Regions from separate parts of the Mus musculus genome. Here all the other regions are linked to region 3. Evidence: chromatin contacts called from public Hi-C and HiChIP or PLAC-seq data. All regions are on one chromosome and are shown on one strand. Each heading gives the region's core, a stretch centred on a gene start, on an enhancer-like site or on the middle of the called end of the contact. The rest is flanking DNA. Distances are from core to core; before and after follow the strand shown. Region 1 has its middle 46 kb from the start of Gm31836. Region 2 overlaps Rbm19 (RNA binding motif protein 19). Region 3 holds the start of Lhx5 (LIM homeobox protein 5). Region 4 has its middle 67 kb from the start of Gm31836.

Region 1 (2,985 bases), core at 250-2,749, 150 kb before region 3:
CATGGCAGTGTGTTACTGCAGTCTGTAGCAGGGGAGGGGGCGACCTTAGAGTAGCTCCAGAGGTTCACAGCATGGGGACAGGACACAGAGGAGGGGGGAAGGAGGGGGGGTTGGGGAAGTTGTAGAACCTACCCCCACCCCCACCAGAGACTATTCTACAAAGAATCTGACATTCCGATTAAGTTCGTGTTCATAAATCACAACCAATCACTCCACTTTGCCCCCAGATGTCAGGGGCCCACGTTCCAGGGATTCACACAAGGAAACTGAGGCATGCCCAATAAGACCAGCTGAGTGAAGGTAGTTGAGATGCACCCCACCCCACAGGTCCATCTGGAGACCTGCACCCCGCTACCCAGATGGGGTGCAAGTAATAGGAGGTAGCCCCCTCTCAGGGGGCCCCACAGAGGTCCAGCATGGAGGAGGAGCATGGTACCGGTCGCCCTCTGCACGCCTGCTGTCCTGATGCGGCTCCCGGTTCAGGGCCAAGGCTTTGTGGAGTCTTATCTTTGCCCTCACTATTTTTTTCTTTCTGAGCATTGAAGTTCAAAATCCTCTCTCCGCCTCTCCGATGGGCGGTTTCCGTGTCACCGCCATATCGCTGTTTAACATGTGCTGCTAAGAACTGGGGACAGTGGCCGGTGCCTGCAGATTAGCTATTCCCACGGAGATGTGATTTATCGCGAAGATCCCCCACCCCCCCCAACCCCCCAGAACACATTCATCAGAAATTAAAGCTGGAGGAGGAGGGAGGGTGGCAGGGTAATGGGGAGGGAGGTGAAGAAGGGTGAGGAGGCAGGAAGGTGGGAGAGGGGCCAGGTGGTGTGGGAAGGAAAAAAGGGGGTGGGGAGACTTGGAATCTGGAGAAAGCAAGCGGGGTGGGGGCTGGTGAGGGGAAAGGGGAATGTAAGAGAAGGGGAATTAAGGAGGGGAGAGAGGCTGGGACGGGGCGGGGAAGGAAAAGAATGAAGGGGAAAGGAAAGGAGAAGAGAGGAAAAAGGGGGGGTGATACAGAAGGTAGAAAAGAGTCTGGAGATGAAAGACACTGGGAGAGGTCATCGGAGAGGGAGAGAGAAGGAGGCGGGGGGGGGGGTAGAAGCGGAAGAGAGAAAAATAAAACCGACAGAGCTTAAAAATAAAAAGCAAGGGGCACACAAGGCTGTGAATATGGGAACAGAGAGGAGAGACAGGAACCCACAAGTGTGGGGACCTCAATGCCCGCGTCTCCCAGGTGGCGACCCCTGCAGTGCGCCCATGCCAGACCCCAAACCCAAGTCCTGTCTCCTCCGAGGACTCTTCCAGGGGAGGGGGAGGCAGCCTGCGTCTCTGATTTGGTGTCTCCTTTGGGCAGGTTCATGCAGATACATGTATGCACTGCTCTAAACGGAAATATATCCATATAAATCTCTGGCTTCGTCCCGCAGGCCCTAGAGATGCGCGGGCCTGGATCAGAGGTGACAGCGATAAGCAGATTAGAGCGGGTTGGTTCATTTGTTGTAGGATGCTCCGGGAGGGGGGTTTTGTTCTCAGAAGACCAACCGGAAGGTTATCTAAATAGGCTACGTCTGAACTAACCCAGAGCCGCCCCCCCGCTGGGACATTAATGGTACAAAGAGCGAAAGACAGGAGGCGGACATGAGTTACAATGATTATTTGATTATCTTGGGCTTTAACAAACCCAGCCAGTTCGTCTGGGTGTGAAAAATTAACTGTTCTCACAGTGGCAAATTTCACAGCGTTCTGAGTTATCTCTCTCTCTCTTTTTCCAGAGAGGCGGAGGGCCGTGGGCGAGGGTGAGGGGTGATAAGGATGCCCCAGTTTCTCTCGGACGGGATCCCCACGGATGGGTTCCTCTGGATCGAGGAAATCACCCACACAATTTAGGGTCCCTTCAAAGAAGGTTCTGGATCAACAGTTTAAAATGTAAGCATAGACTGGCTTCCATGACGAGGGCCTGGCCTTCTGCAGCTGAAACAATTTTCTTTTTAAAGCAAGGCACGGTAGCCCGCAATTTGCAAGAAGCAGGAAGATTGCTGGGAGCTAGAGGCCAGCCTGGGCTCTAGACGGATAGGCAGTGACAAAATATTTGTGTGTGCTAGTTAGTGCCTAGGTGCCCGTGCTTGTTCCGGCACACACACGCCCGTGTTTGCGCATGTGCGTGGATGTCAGAGGTCAACCTTGAAGGTTGTTGCTCGGGCATCACCCCCTTTCCTTTTCGAGACAAAGTCTCTTGTTGAAACTGGGCTTGCTGATTCCTTAAGGCTGGCTGGCCCTTGAGCTCCTGAGATCCACAAGCCTCTGTTTCCGCCAGCGCTGGGATTGCAGGCATGTGCCACCACTCCTGCATGGGCTTGGGGTAAAGCTCGGGTTCTTATCTTGTTGAGCAGGCTGTTGATGAGCCTTCCCTGAGCCTCAACAAAAACTATATAGGTATCTAAAGAATTTGTCTTCTTTATTGGGAGGGGGGGGCGGGGCACATGGGTGCAGGTGCCTGCAGAATCCAGTAGAGGGCGTTGGAGTCTCGGGAGCTGGAGTTAACAAGGAGGTTGTGACCCACCAGTGTGGGAGCAGGGAACTGAACCCAGATCCCAACAAAAGAAGTTCTTTTAACCACTGAGCCATCTCTCTAGCCCAACCCCCCAAAATATCAGTTCCTTTGCTTATGGCCCGGGGTCATTTCTACTTAGACCTGCACCAGCCATTAGGGTAGCCCTCTGCCTCACTGGGCTGCACTGTGCTGGTCCCTCGCTCTATATTGATGGGCTTCGAACACGCCATGCCTAGTGCATCTCAAAGACTTAAAAGGGTAAAAGGCTACACTAGATTATGGTTTTTCTAGCTCCGTGACAGAGGTGAACGGGAATATATTGGTTATTCAGAGGTAAAGAATGCTATTAACTTGAGAGGTTTAGTGAAGGCTCGGTCAGTAAAGTGCTAGGACCTGGGTTTAATTTCCAGAACATATTTTTTTAAATAAATAAATAA
Region 2 (3,057 bases), core at 41-2,540, 240 kb before region 3:
TGTGTTTCCTGTTGCCCAGTCCACGGCACACGGCCCTCCCAATGCTGGGACTCCTGCTTACTCCACAGCCACGTGTCTCTGTGTCATCTCAGCTTGGACCCAGGAGGAAGAAAAGATCATAATGAAAATGAGCCTCCAGGCTAAGCAGGGCTGCAGGAGCCTGTGGGAGCCTCCACTCTCCCAAGACTGCACAGGGTTCCCAGCCCTGGTAGCCCACACTCACATAGGCCAAGGACAGAAGACCCCAGGTCAGTGTGGGCCCCTTCCCTATCTTGGGTTAAGCCCACCGTGATCGAGGTTGGGGTTCCACATGCACAGGGCCAATCCAGTTATCTGGACCTCCAGGCAGGAAGATGCCCAGGATGGACATCTTGGAGAGAAGTTAGCCTGTGGCCACTTTACAACCTCCCACCATTTAGGTCCCTTCCTCACTGGGCAGAATCACAGTGGAGAATGTGTCTGTGAGAAGCAAACCCCACTCACTGCCTACCTTACTTGAATAAGATCCACATCCCTGCCCTTTGAGGTGGGTCTGTTGGGCTTACTGTTGTGTGAATACTGTCCTGTGACTCACTCTGCTTCTGCTTCTGTTGCCGAGACTGAGGGTAGAGCTGTCACTTTCCACTGCAAGGCAAGTGTCAGTGGGACACTTGGCTATGATGTGAGGAAAAGGCCCCCAGAGTGAGCTCAGCACCATGTAGAGAGCCAGTCTGTACCCACAGGGCTTCCCCACAGCTCAGGGCTCATGTACCCAACTTGTGGGATTCCCCACAGGCACTTAGAGACCTGACCCTGCCTGTGTCCCAGCTCAGCCACGGCAGCTCAGCCCCTTCTGCTGGGTGCTGGCCGTCAGAGTCACTTGATGGTACATTTAACACTTCTTGTCTATCTTGGCCGGTGCCTTCTGGCAACTGAGTGTTCACCCTTGTGCTAGCCAAAGTCCTGAAGGCCCTGTGGCTTGTCACTTCCTGCATTTCTAAACAGGATCTCGCCATTGTCCAGGCTGGCTGCTCACCACCAGGCTCAGACCATCTTCCTGTGCCAGCCTCCCTGGTCCTGGGGTACCAGGCATGGCCAGCACATGCAACTTGTGCTTAGACGCTTCGTCTTCATTCGGGAACTGAGCCCAAACAGGGAAAGCAACTGGCTTGCATGCAGCCTCCATCCAGAGTGGCAGGGTCTGCTGCAGGCCTGCTGGCTTCCCCTTCTGGGCCGCCTCTGTCTCGCCTGCCTCTTCACGGAGCCCTTCCAGCGTCCTTTCTCCCTGTCAGCCCTGCTCTCCTCCCCAGCCTCCCTCTCCTCCCATGAAGCCTTTCTCCTGTCTTCCCACAGTCCCCCGCCTGCCCGCCCGTGCCTTCCATGCAGGCGACATTGCCAGCCAGGGAAGGGAAAAAAAGATGCGGGCTGGCATTCTGTCAAGGAATTAATTGAAAAATAAAACCATTAGGTGGGAACTGGAGAAATGCAGAAGTGGGTGTTTGGAGGTTGGGGGGAGGGGGCAGGACTGGGGGGCTGTTGGGGGCCGGCCGAGCTTTTTGTTGAGTTCATTTCTCGGTATTGATGTTTGGTGACAGTCACTTGTTGTTTATCTCCAGGAGCAGCTGCGCTGTGGAAGGAAAATGCGCGGCTTGTTCCGTTTATTTATTTCACACCTTCCCTGGGTTCTGCTTTGTGTTTGTTTGGTGAAGGCCCACGGAGGCCTCCGACATGGGGAAGCGGGGTTTCCACAGCTGTTCCTGCCAGGCGGAGCCGGCACTCCATGTGGAGGCAGGCCAGTGGGGGTGGGGGGCTGGGTGGCAGCAGTGAAGACGAGAAATGGGGGTGAGTGGCCCAACCCCCATCCCTGGCTGTAGACTTGAACCTGACCCATCAGTAAGGTGCACCCACCCCATCCTTACGGCCACCCCAGGAGGTGGCAGAGAGCAGGGGTGACATGCTCAGGGTGACTTGGCTGGTGATGGCAGATGGGCACTACAGAAAGCAGCTGTTCAGAAAGTGCATGAAGACTTGGGCTAAGGAACCCTACTCTGAGCAAAGACAGGCTGGTGCTGTGAGCACAGGCTGAAGGCAGTGGCTACCATGAAGCAGTCCCCAAGGCTTCCTCCCTGAGGACTGTTAGCAGGGCAGTGTTCAGAGGTCCTGGCCAAGAGTCAGTTGGCTCCTGGCTGGGGTCCCAGGCAGGTGTTGCCCAGGTCTCTGTGATGAGAGAGAAGTGTGTGTGTGTGTGTGTGTGTGTGTGTGTGTGTGTGTGCACGCGCGCACATGCGTGCGCGAGTTTGTGTAGCAAGGTATTCATGGAAACCATTCATGGCTTCATACATTCTTCTCTCTGCTCCTTTTGCCATAGCCTGATCCCTTTGAGCCCGGTTGTACCCTGGCCCTCTTCAGTCAGTCTATCAGTCTCTCAGTAGACATTTACTGAGGGCTGCTTGTATTAAGACAGTTCTGGGCATTGGAGCACAGGGGCAGGCATGATAGGCATCCCTGCCTTCCAGCAAGAGACAAACAGCAGCAAAGCCAAAAGGTCTTAGGGGTACTGTGGGGCACCCAGGGATGCTTCACCACAGGCATGAGGCCCCTGAGCAGCCCAGTAGAGCATTCTAGATAGGCCACAGCAGTGCAAAGGCCCTGAGGTGAGAGGAATGGGTACAGGATAGGGAAGGGGCCGGCTCCTGTGGACTGGTTGCCAACAATATGACAGTTTGGCTTCCCCCAGGAACAGGGCAAAGTTCTGCAGGAGAGGGAGTTGGGCTCTAGAGTTGGCTTGACAGGGTCTCTCTGTGCTGGAAGGACCATCATAATGGCAGAAGGGGTCTGCTCTGAAACAGCAAGGACACCTGAGGGACACCTGCCCCCTGCAGCTTCTCCCCAGCCAGTCTGTCCTGGATCACCACCCAAGCAGCAGCGGGAGGGGCACCAGATAAATCCAGCGGGGGTGGGGGGCCCCGCTTTGTTGTTGTCTATTTCCAGCCCTATTACCTGCCCACGATCCAATTTCCTGAGGCCATTGTGCATCGGGCATGAGGCACGGAGTGAAGAGAGGACACCGCAGGGAGT
Region 3 (2,960 bases), core at 443-2,942:
CAAACACCACACACACATCTACAAAATTCAGTGCCAGGGATCACACAGCCCAGTTCTGTCACACATAGGATCTCTAGTAGGAATATTCATATCTACACACACACACACACACTCACACTCAGACATTAAAATACACCTGCAGCATGTCAGAATAAACACATGCTTGTGAGTGACTTTACAAACAAGCATTTCCTCACACACCCAGTCGACCCATGTAAGCAGACACATAGAGACACAGACCAACAAGAAAGAAAGAAAGAAAGAAAGAAAGAAAGAAAGAAAGGAAGGAAGGAAGAAAGAAAGAAAGAAAGAAAGAAAGAAAGAAAGAAAGAAAGAAAGGTAATGCACATGTTAACAGGAAATTATAAACGAGAAATTTTACATGCCAAAAAAAGAAAGAAAAAAGAAAAAGAAACAAAAATAAAAAAAAATCCCTCCACGTCCCAGGGTTTGATCGCGAACACACTATAAATAGAGAGTTTTCAAGCAGTGGATATTTGCTAACAAACTCAGTAAATACGCCCAAACAAACACCCACAGCCAAGTCTTGGCACAATTCCTCTATGGCTCCAACCCTTAGGCCCCAGCCCCGCACCATCAGCGTTCTTCCCAGCAGCAAGGAAATATCCCAAAACACTCTCCCAGCCCTACCTCGTCCAAAGCAAGCGGTGGCCTGGTTGGCCTCGCAGAAACAAGGCCTGATCCCTTTTCTCCCCTCCAGGCCCACGCGCCCCTCCTCAGAGTACACCTGCTGGTACCCACACACCTGCGAAGCTGCCTTTGGCTCTAGGAGAGGGCCAGACTTAGAGCATCTCGGGGGGCCCGGGAGTGCCTATGACGCCCGGCTGTGGCCAGCTTCCCTCGCTCTATCGAGCGACCCACTCACCACGGTTCCCGCCAGCCTGACCTGGAATATGGACGATGTGGCCAAGACAGATGTAGTGAGCTTCAGCCTCCTCTCAACCTGCCGGAACACCCATCCGAGGTAGACCACCCCTTTCGCCACACCTCCCCCAGTGCCGAGTGAGCTAGGCACTTAGAAACGACCTTCGGGATTCCCAAGACCAGGCGAGGTGACATCCCTGAGTCAACCTGGATAGGGGTGGGGGAGGGAGGCACAGAAGTACCCAAGCTTCCCGCCCTCAGTCTCTTGGTGAGAAAAGCCCTGCTGGGCCCTAGCCCCGTGAGTGACAAAAGAAGCCACCGTAGGGAGAAGTGCCGGGTCTCCCAGCTCCTACGCTCAGAGCCCGAGCGAGCCGCAGTCTAAAGCAAGAGGGAGCTGGGCGGGTTCGGAAGCAGGGGGACCACAGCGCACTCCCTGCCTGGGCAACTTCTACAGGTTGCGAGGGTGGCGAACCTGGTGGGAGGTTTCTCCCTGGCTAGGCCTTGGAACCCTGCCCCCCAAAATTATTTGTGATGGGAGAGAAAAAGAACCCTGGTTTTCGCATCGCGCCCCCACCCCTCCAGACCCAAACTAGAAGGTAAATACTTACTTAGCTTGGGAACAGGTACTAGCAAATACTCGGCAATACTGATGTCTTGTTTTTTTTGCTCTGCCCTGACCGCAACGCTGTAGCCAATTTAGATATGCTATAAATTTAAGAGGTTGCTATGGCCACGGCGCGCCCATTGGCCGCCCGGCCCCCTACGTGCCGCACCACGTCACCAAATCTGAATAAGGATGCGCGAATTAGGCGGCGGCCAGACAAAGATGAGGATCGGGACCGCTTGAAAGTGGGGGAAAGTGCCGGCGCCTCCGCCAACCGGGAAAGCCGCTCGCCAGTGCCGAAGCCAGCAGCCGCCGAGGACACCTGCTCGAAGCTGGAGCGAGCGCCCGGTCGCGACCCGTGACATGAGGCTGTGACCGCTGCCGCCCTCCACGCCACTCTGGGCAGTGCAGCGCCAGGCCGGAGAGCGTCGGAGGACTTGACCCCGAGAAGTCTTGGTTGATCCGTAACGGACTCGCCCCTACAGACTCGCCTACAGACTAGGAAGGCTGAGAGCCACAGCAGCGGGGACCGAGAGGGCCTAAGGGCCCAGGGGCCCCAAGGAGGACGAGGCGGCCCGAGCCGCCGGGGCGCGCGGCTATGATGGTGCACTGTGCTGGCTGTGAGCGGCCCATCCTCGACCGCTTTCTGCTGAACGTACTAGACCGCGCGTGGCATATCAAATGTGTTCAATGCTGCGAGTGCAAAACCAACCTCTCGGAGAAGTGCTTCTCACGGGAAGGCAAGCTATACTGTAAAAACGACTTTTTCAGGTAAGAGGCCCCGCCGCGCCCTGCTGCCTACCACTGGCTGGCCCGAGCTCTACTCTGGCTCCTTGGGAATTAAGGGACCAAGAGACCCACCCCAGCTTGGGAGGTGGGGGTGGGCAGATAGGCAGTCTGCCCTCCTCAAGCCCTGTCCTCTGCTTGTGGGATGCTGAGGTTGAGTCGAGGGAAAGGAGGAGGCTGTTTGGCTGCTTCACCTTGGGTCTGCCAGGCAGCAGCAGAGATCGGTCAGATGGCAGAGGCCCGGAAGCTCGGCAACTTGCTCTGGGCCCCTTCCCCCGACACCTGAGTCCCCAGGACAGAAGCCTCAAGACTCCCCTGTCCAGATCCCAAAGATGTGTCGGGAGTTCAGAGCAGCTAGGAGCTTCTTGTTCCACACAGTAAATCCTAAACCCAGAGGGTAATCTGAGGACAAACAGGAACTTCTCACTTCCAAAGGACCCTAGCTAAGAAGGGATCTCCTGGAGATGGGCGATGAGAACCTTCCCCTGGCCCCCCACCACCCTCACCCGATTAATTTTCTTCCTAGTTGGAGAGGCACTGAAGAAGTAGAAGGTGAAAATCAGCCGATCTGTTCTGAGATCTCCCTTCCCAAGTCCATACAGCCCCTCAAGGCAGGCCAGGACCCAGTGTCTCTGTGGGCCTCAGTTTCCCAAAATGAGAAATGCTATGGGGCAGCCTAGAAACG
Region 4 (3,332 bases), core at 601-3,100, 130 kb before region 3:
TGTCACGGGGTGGGGGGGTGCAGAGCAAGGGGGCTTGGGGGTGAGAAGGTGATTACAGAAACAGGGGCGGATCTGGCTGCCTGCTTCTTATCTCCCCCCCAGCAGACCTGGCTAGGGGGCTTTCTGGAAGGGAGAGAGCCCCGCCAGACCCTCCCTCCCCCCACCCCAGTGTAGCTGTAGCAGAAGGCTCCAGGCGAGACCCACTCAGCAGCTGAGTGTAGGGTGGGTGGTGCTGGAGCAGAAGGCTCCAGGCGAGACCCACTCAGCAGCTGAGTGTAGGGTGGGTGAACCCAGGGGACAGGGCAGCCAGGGAGTTATTTCTAGCAGAGAGGCAAGTGTTCAGGGATGCAGAAGAGGGGTCCCTATCTGCCTAGGGGGACCAAAGACAGCAGCTATAGTGGGGAGGAGAGATATACTGGTCCTAGGATGCTGGAAGTCACCCTGAACATCTAGGTGATGTATGTGAATATGAACTGAAAGGCTGGGAAAGCTGGTGGTACTGGACTATACCAGAAAGGACAGCAAGATGTGCAAACTCCCCACTCGATCTCCACATGACCCATGGGGCAAACTTTCATCTTCTCCCTATAATGCCTTGCTCACACTGACCCTAGCTGAGGGGGGTGGGGTGGGGAGACAGAAGGTCACTGAAGAATGGCTTGGCAGAACCTCCCTCTGGAGTCCATTAACAAGTCTATGGATGGCCAATGGGCACCCAGGATCTGTCTGGCTCGATCACCTCTGCTGTGTCTCAGTTTCCCTAGTATGAAATGAGAGTATGACCAGCTACCTCTTAGAACAACTTGGGAAAAGGCATAGTGAGGGTGACCCAGGCCCTGAGACAGGTGTGAAGGTACTGTGCGACCTGGGGGGATCTTGTCTTCTCCAAGTCCTTCAGGATGGTACAAGAAGAGCAGGGGGTTGGTCCCAGACCCAATCTTTGGGAAGGGGAAGAGGTCCCTCAGGTTTCAGAGGGTTGGAGTGTGGCGGGGTGGGGGGATGGGGGACGGGTCTCCTGAGCTGGGTCACTCCCTGAGACCACACCATCCCTTCCTGCCTGTGCCCCTGCAGGATGTGGTATTTATTGAAGGGGTGGTATAGGGATCTTCCAGCCACTAAGCCATCCATCCATCCCCCGCCCACAAAGACAGCCACAGGCCCCGAAGGCAGAAGAACTGCATGTGCACACACAAATGTCTGTGTGTGCGTGCGTATCCTCCAACACTCAGGAGCACATGTCTTAAAAGATAGCGGGCCCTGGAAGGATCGCTTACAGAGGCGGAAGTAGAAGCCAAGAGGCAGGATCGCAAAGTCAGGGATGGGGGCAAAGCGACTGAGCGATCCCTAGTGACACAGATATGGAGCCAAAGGCAGAGGGAAACGGAGCTGGAAAAAGGAGACAGACACAACGGGGGAAGGGGAAGAGGAACGGGAAGGGGGGAGGGTTGGAGGGAGCACACAGGCGAGAGAACGGGTAAAGGAGGCCAACAGAGCCTCATGGGCAAAGGAGACCCCGAGTGCCTGGGCCCTTGTACCCCCCTCCCGCAGGGTCTTTCCCTGCACTCTGTCTTGCACCCCATCTATGTCCCTGGACCCCACTATTACCCCCTGCACCCCACTCTACCTTTAACCCCACCCCTGCAACCCCCACTACTATCCCTATCCCTACCTTGTGTCCCGCACCCTGTCCTGCACCCTCACCCCACCCCCGCCTCTGCCCCCCCACCCTCCACTATCCCCTCTTGAAAGCCACCCCCACCCCACCTCCTTGACAACACGGCAGGGTGTTCTGGCGCCTTTGTGGCCGCCCTGAAGTGCGCGGCGACAAAGGCCGGGTGACAGGGTTAATTCGCGCGCGGCGGTGGGAGCGGCGCGGCGGGGACAATGCGGCGTCTTTGAGCGCGCGGCCTTTGTGCCCGTGTGAACCGCGAAATCTGTTCCTGCGCCCGGCAGGCGGGGCTGCGCGGTTTAACCCCCTCCCGGCCTCCGCCCGCGCGCGTGAGCCCGGCCTTGAACCTGGGCTGTGCGGGAGGTGAGAGGGGCAGACGCGGGTCAAGGTTCTGTCCAGGGGCCTCCGACCTGCAGGCTGACCCGGACGAAACCCCGGCCTTCCTTCAGCCTCCCTTCCGGGAGAGAATCGGGTTGCATGGCCACGCGTGACCAGTTCAGCAGCTGCGGGGTTCTGCTGTACCCCCAAGTGGCCAGTCTTGGAGGTCACATTGCCTTTTCACTCAACCAAGCGACACAGGGTCAGCCGTGCATTCTAGGGACAAGGGCTTACCCTCTCTGGTGCCATCCCCCTCTGTCTTAAGAAGCATGAATTAGTGAGGAGGTGCGGAGTTCACGGTTAGCAGGGTCTGTGTACACGGGAAACCTCAACGCATCACAACCCTGACTGAGCCCTTCACTCTTGCCTGGGACTGATCTTACATTTAAACAGAAGTTTGTACCAGACATATATCGGACCCCATCATTTTCTCAGTGACTCTTTGCTCATCTGTAAAATGGGAGTAGGAGTTCCTCACCCACAGCATAGTGAATTCTTGCAGAATCTGCTTCCAGAAGCTTCCATGGTGGACTCTGACCGCTGTGGGCATCTTTTATCATTTTTTACACACATAACCTCTGACCCTGGGGAATCCCTGGCAGGAAGTTTCTATTGAGACTCCAGTCATAGATCCCACTTCCTGGGAGAAAAAGATCTCCCTGGGTGTGGTCACCCCACTTGGACACCCTTAGCTCCCTTCCTGACCAGGTCCTTAGTGAGTGGGGAGGGTGGGTCAGAACCCATATAGAGGCGTGGTTAGGACTAGGAGAATTCAAAGACTGCTCCTGTAGTGTGTGGCTTATGTTGGGACTTCTGATCCCTTTTGCTCCTGGTGTGAAAGACTGGGAGGATCTTTCTAGAACTGTGGAGGAGGGACTTGAACCCCCAGGGAAGCTAACCGGAAGTCCGTAGAGTTAGTTGCCCACCCCTCTAAGATGTCGTGATTCCTAAGGAAAAGAATCACCCACTCAAAGGTCTGACTGGAAACCTCGGGTGGCTAGGACCGTTTTCCCATCACCCATAAACATGAGGACAGGAAGCAGTAGGAAGGTACTGAGCTAGAAGTCACAACTGAGCTAGCCTGGCACTCAAGACATCAAGTCACAAGCCCCCTTTGGTGATATTTTTCCCCATCAGGCGCTTGGCTTTAACTCCTTCAGGCAGAGGTCTCCACTGTTGAAAATCTGGCTCACACCAGGACGGCGTCTCTGTGGGTGTGAACCTTGTCTGGGTGACCTTCGCATGTCCGACACAACACCATCCATGGCACGGGTGTCCGTAGAAC

The links. Hi-C and Micro-C count contacts between places; a contact is called where the count stands out from the background. HiChIP or PLAC-seq counts read pairs in DNA pulled down with a chosen protein or histone mark.
Region 1: a Hi-C map of embryonic stem cells shows a contact between it and region 3, with 2.2 times the contacts expected there. The contact joins the enhancer-like site here to the promoter of Lhx5 in region 3. A contact is called at or near these places in 9 of 39 promoter capture datasets (3T3-L1-derived adipocytes, the HPC-7 cell line, cranial neural crest and 4 more), 2 of 15 datasets of contacts at CTCF or cohesin (embryonic stem cells and stem cell-derived epiblast-like cells), 35 of 484 Hi-C or Micro-C datasets (cerebellum, differentiating embryonic stem cells, embryonic stem cells and 5 more), 15 of 115 datasets of contacts at active chromatin or transcription factors (craniofacial prominence, embryonic basal ganglia, embryonic forebrain and 6 more) and 3 of 9 other capture datasets (embryonic stem cells, embryonic tail and pancreatic islet).
Region 2: an H3K4me3 HiChIP or PLAC-seq map of forebrain shows a contact between it and region 3, with 6 times the contacts expected there. The contact joins the enhancer-like site here to the promoter of Lhx5 in region 3. A contact is called at or near these places in 6 of 39 promoter capture datasets (the HPC-7 cell line, cranial neural crest, embryonic stem cells and 2 more), 8 of 484 Hi-C or Micro-C datasets (cerebral cortex, embryonic stem cells, nephron progenitors and 1 more), 13 of 115 datasets of contacts at active chromatin or transcription factors (craniofacial prominence, embryonic basal ganglia, embryonic forebrain and 8 more) and 1 of 9 other capture datasets (embryonic stem cells).
Region 4: an H3K4me3 HiChIP or PLAC-seq map of embryonic forebrain shows a contact between it and region 3, with 3 times the contacts expected there. The contact joins the enhancer-like site here to the promoter of Lhx5 in region 3. A contact is called at or near these places in 8 of 39 promoter capture datasets (cranial neural crest, embryonic stem cells, epiblast stem cells and 2 more), 22 of 484 Hi-C or Micro-C datasets (differentiating embryonic stem cells, embryonic fibroblasts, embryonic stem cells and 5 more), 18 of 115 datasets of contacts at active chromatin or transcription factors (craniofacial prominence, differentiating embryonic stem cells, embryonic basal ganglia and 7 more) and 3 of 9 other capture datasets (adipose tissue, embryonic stem cells and pancreatic islet).

Annotation. Positions count from the first base shown.
Region 1 is chr5:120,279,877-120,282,861 of GRCm38.p6, forward strand. No RefSeq gene overlaps it. Among named protein-coding and RNA genes, the nearest start is that of Gm31836, 46 kb to the left of the region's middle. Within about 2 kb of position 1,500, at least 6 of the 459 cell types and tissues checked have an H3K27ac peak or open chromatin away from gene starts, as enhancers often do.
Region 2 is chr5:120,193,496-120,196,552 of GRCm38.p6, forward strand. The region is part of intron 23 of Rbm19 (RNA binding motif protein 19); the gene reads left to right. Among named protein-coding and RNA genes, the nearest start is that of Gm31836, 40 kb to the right of the region's middle. Within about 2 kb of position 1,291, at least 53 of the 459 cell types and tissues checked have an H3K27ac peak or open chromatin away from gene starts, as enhancers often do. A contact at or near this core is called in cerebral cortex, embryonic basal ganglia, embryonic forebrain and 2 more, where this site is marked.
Region 3 is chr5:120,430,194-120,433,153 of GRCm38.p6, forward strand. Lhx5 (LIM homeobox protein 5) reads left to right here and starts at 1,693. Exons shown (of 5, transcript NM_008499.5): 1 at 1,693-2,260. The coding sequence starts at 2,088. Gm27199 (predicted gene 27199) reads right to left here and starts at 1,574. Exons shown (of 2, transcript NR_166585.1): 1 at 1,494-1,574. Gm31976 (a long non-coding RNA gene) reads right to left here and starts at 1,487. Exons shown (of 2, transcript XR_878743.1): 1 at 887-1,487.
Region 4 is chr5:120,300,526-120,303,857 of GRCm38.p6, forward strand. No RefSeq gene overlaps it. Among named protein-coding and RNA genes, the nearest start is that of Gm31836, 67 kb to the left of the region's middle. Within about 2 kb of position 1,851, at least 12 of the 459 cell types and tissues checked have an H3K27ac peak or open chromatin away from gene starts, as enhancers often do. A contact at or near this core is called in embryonic forebrain, where this site is marked.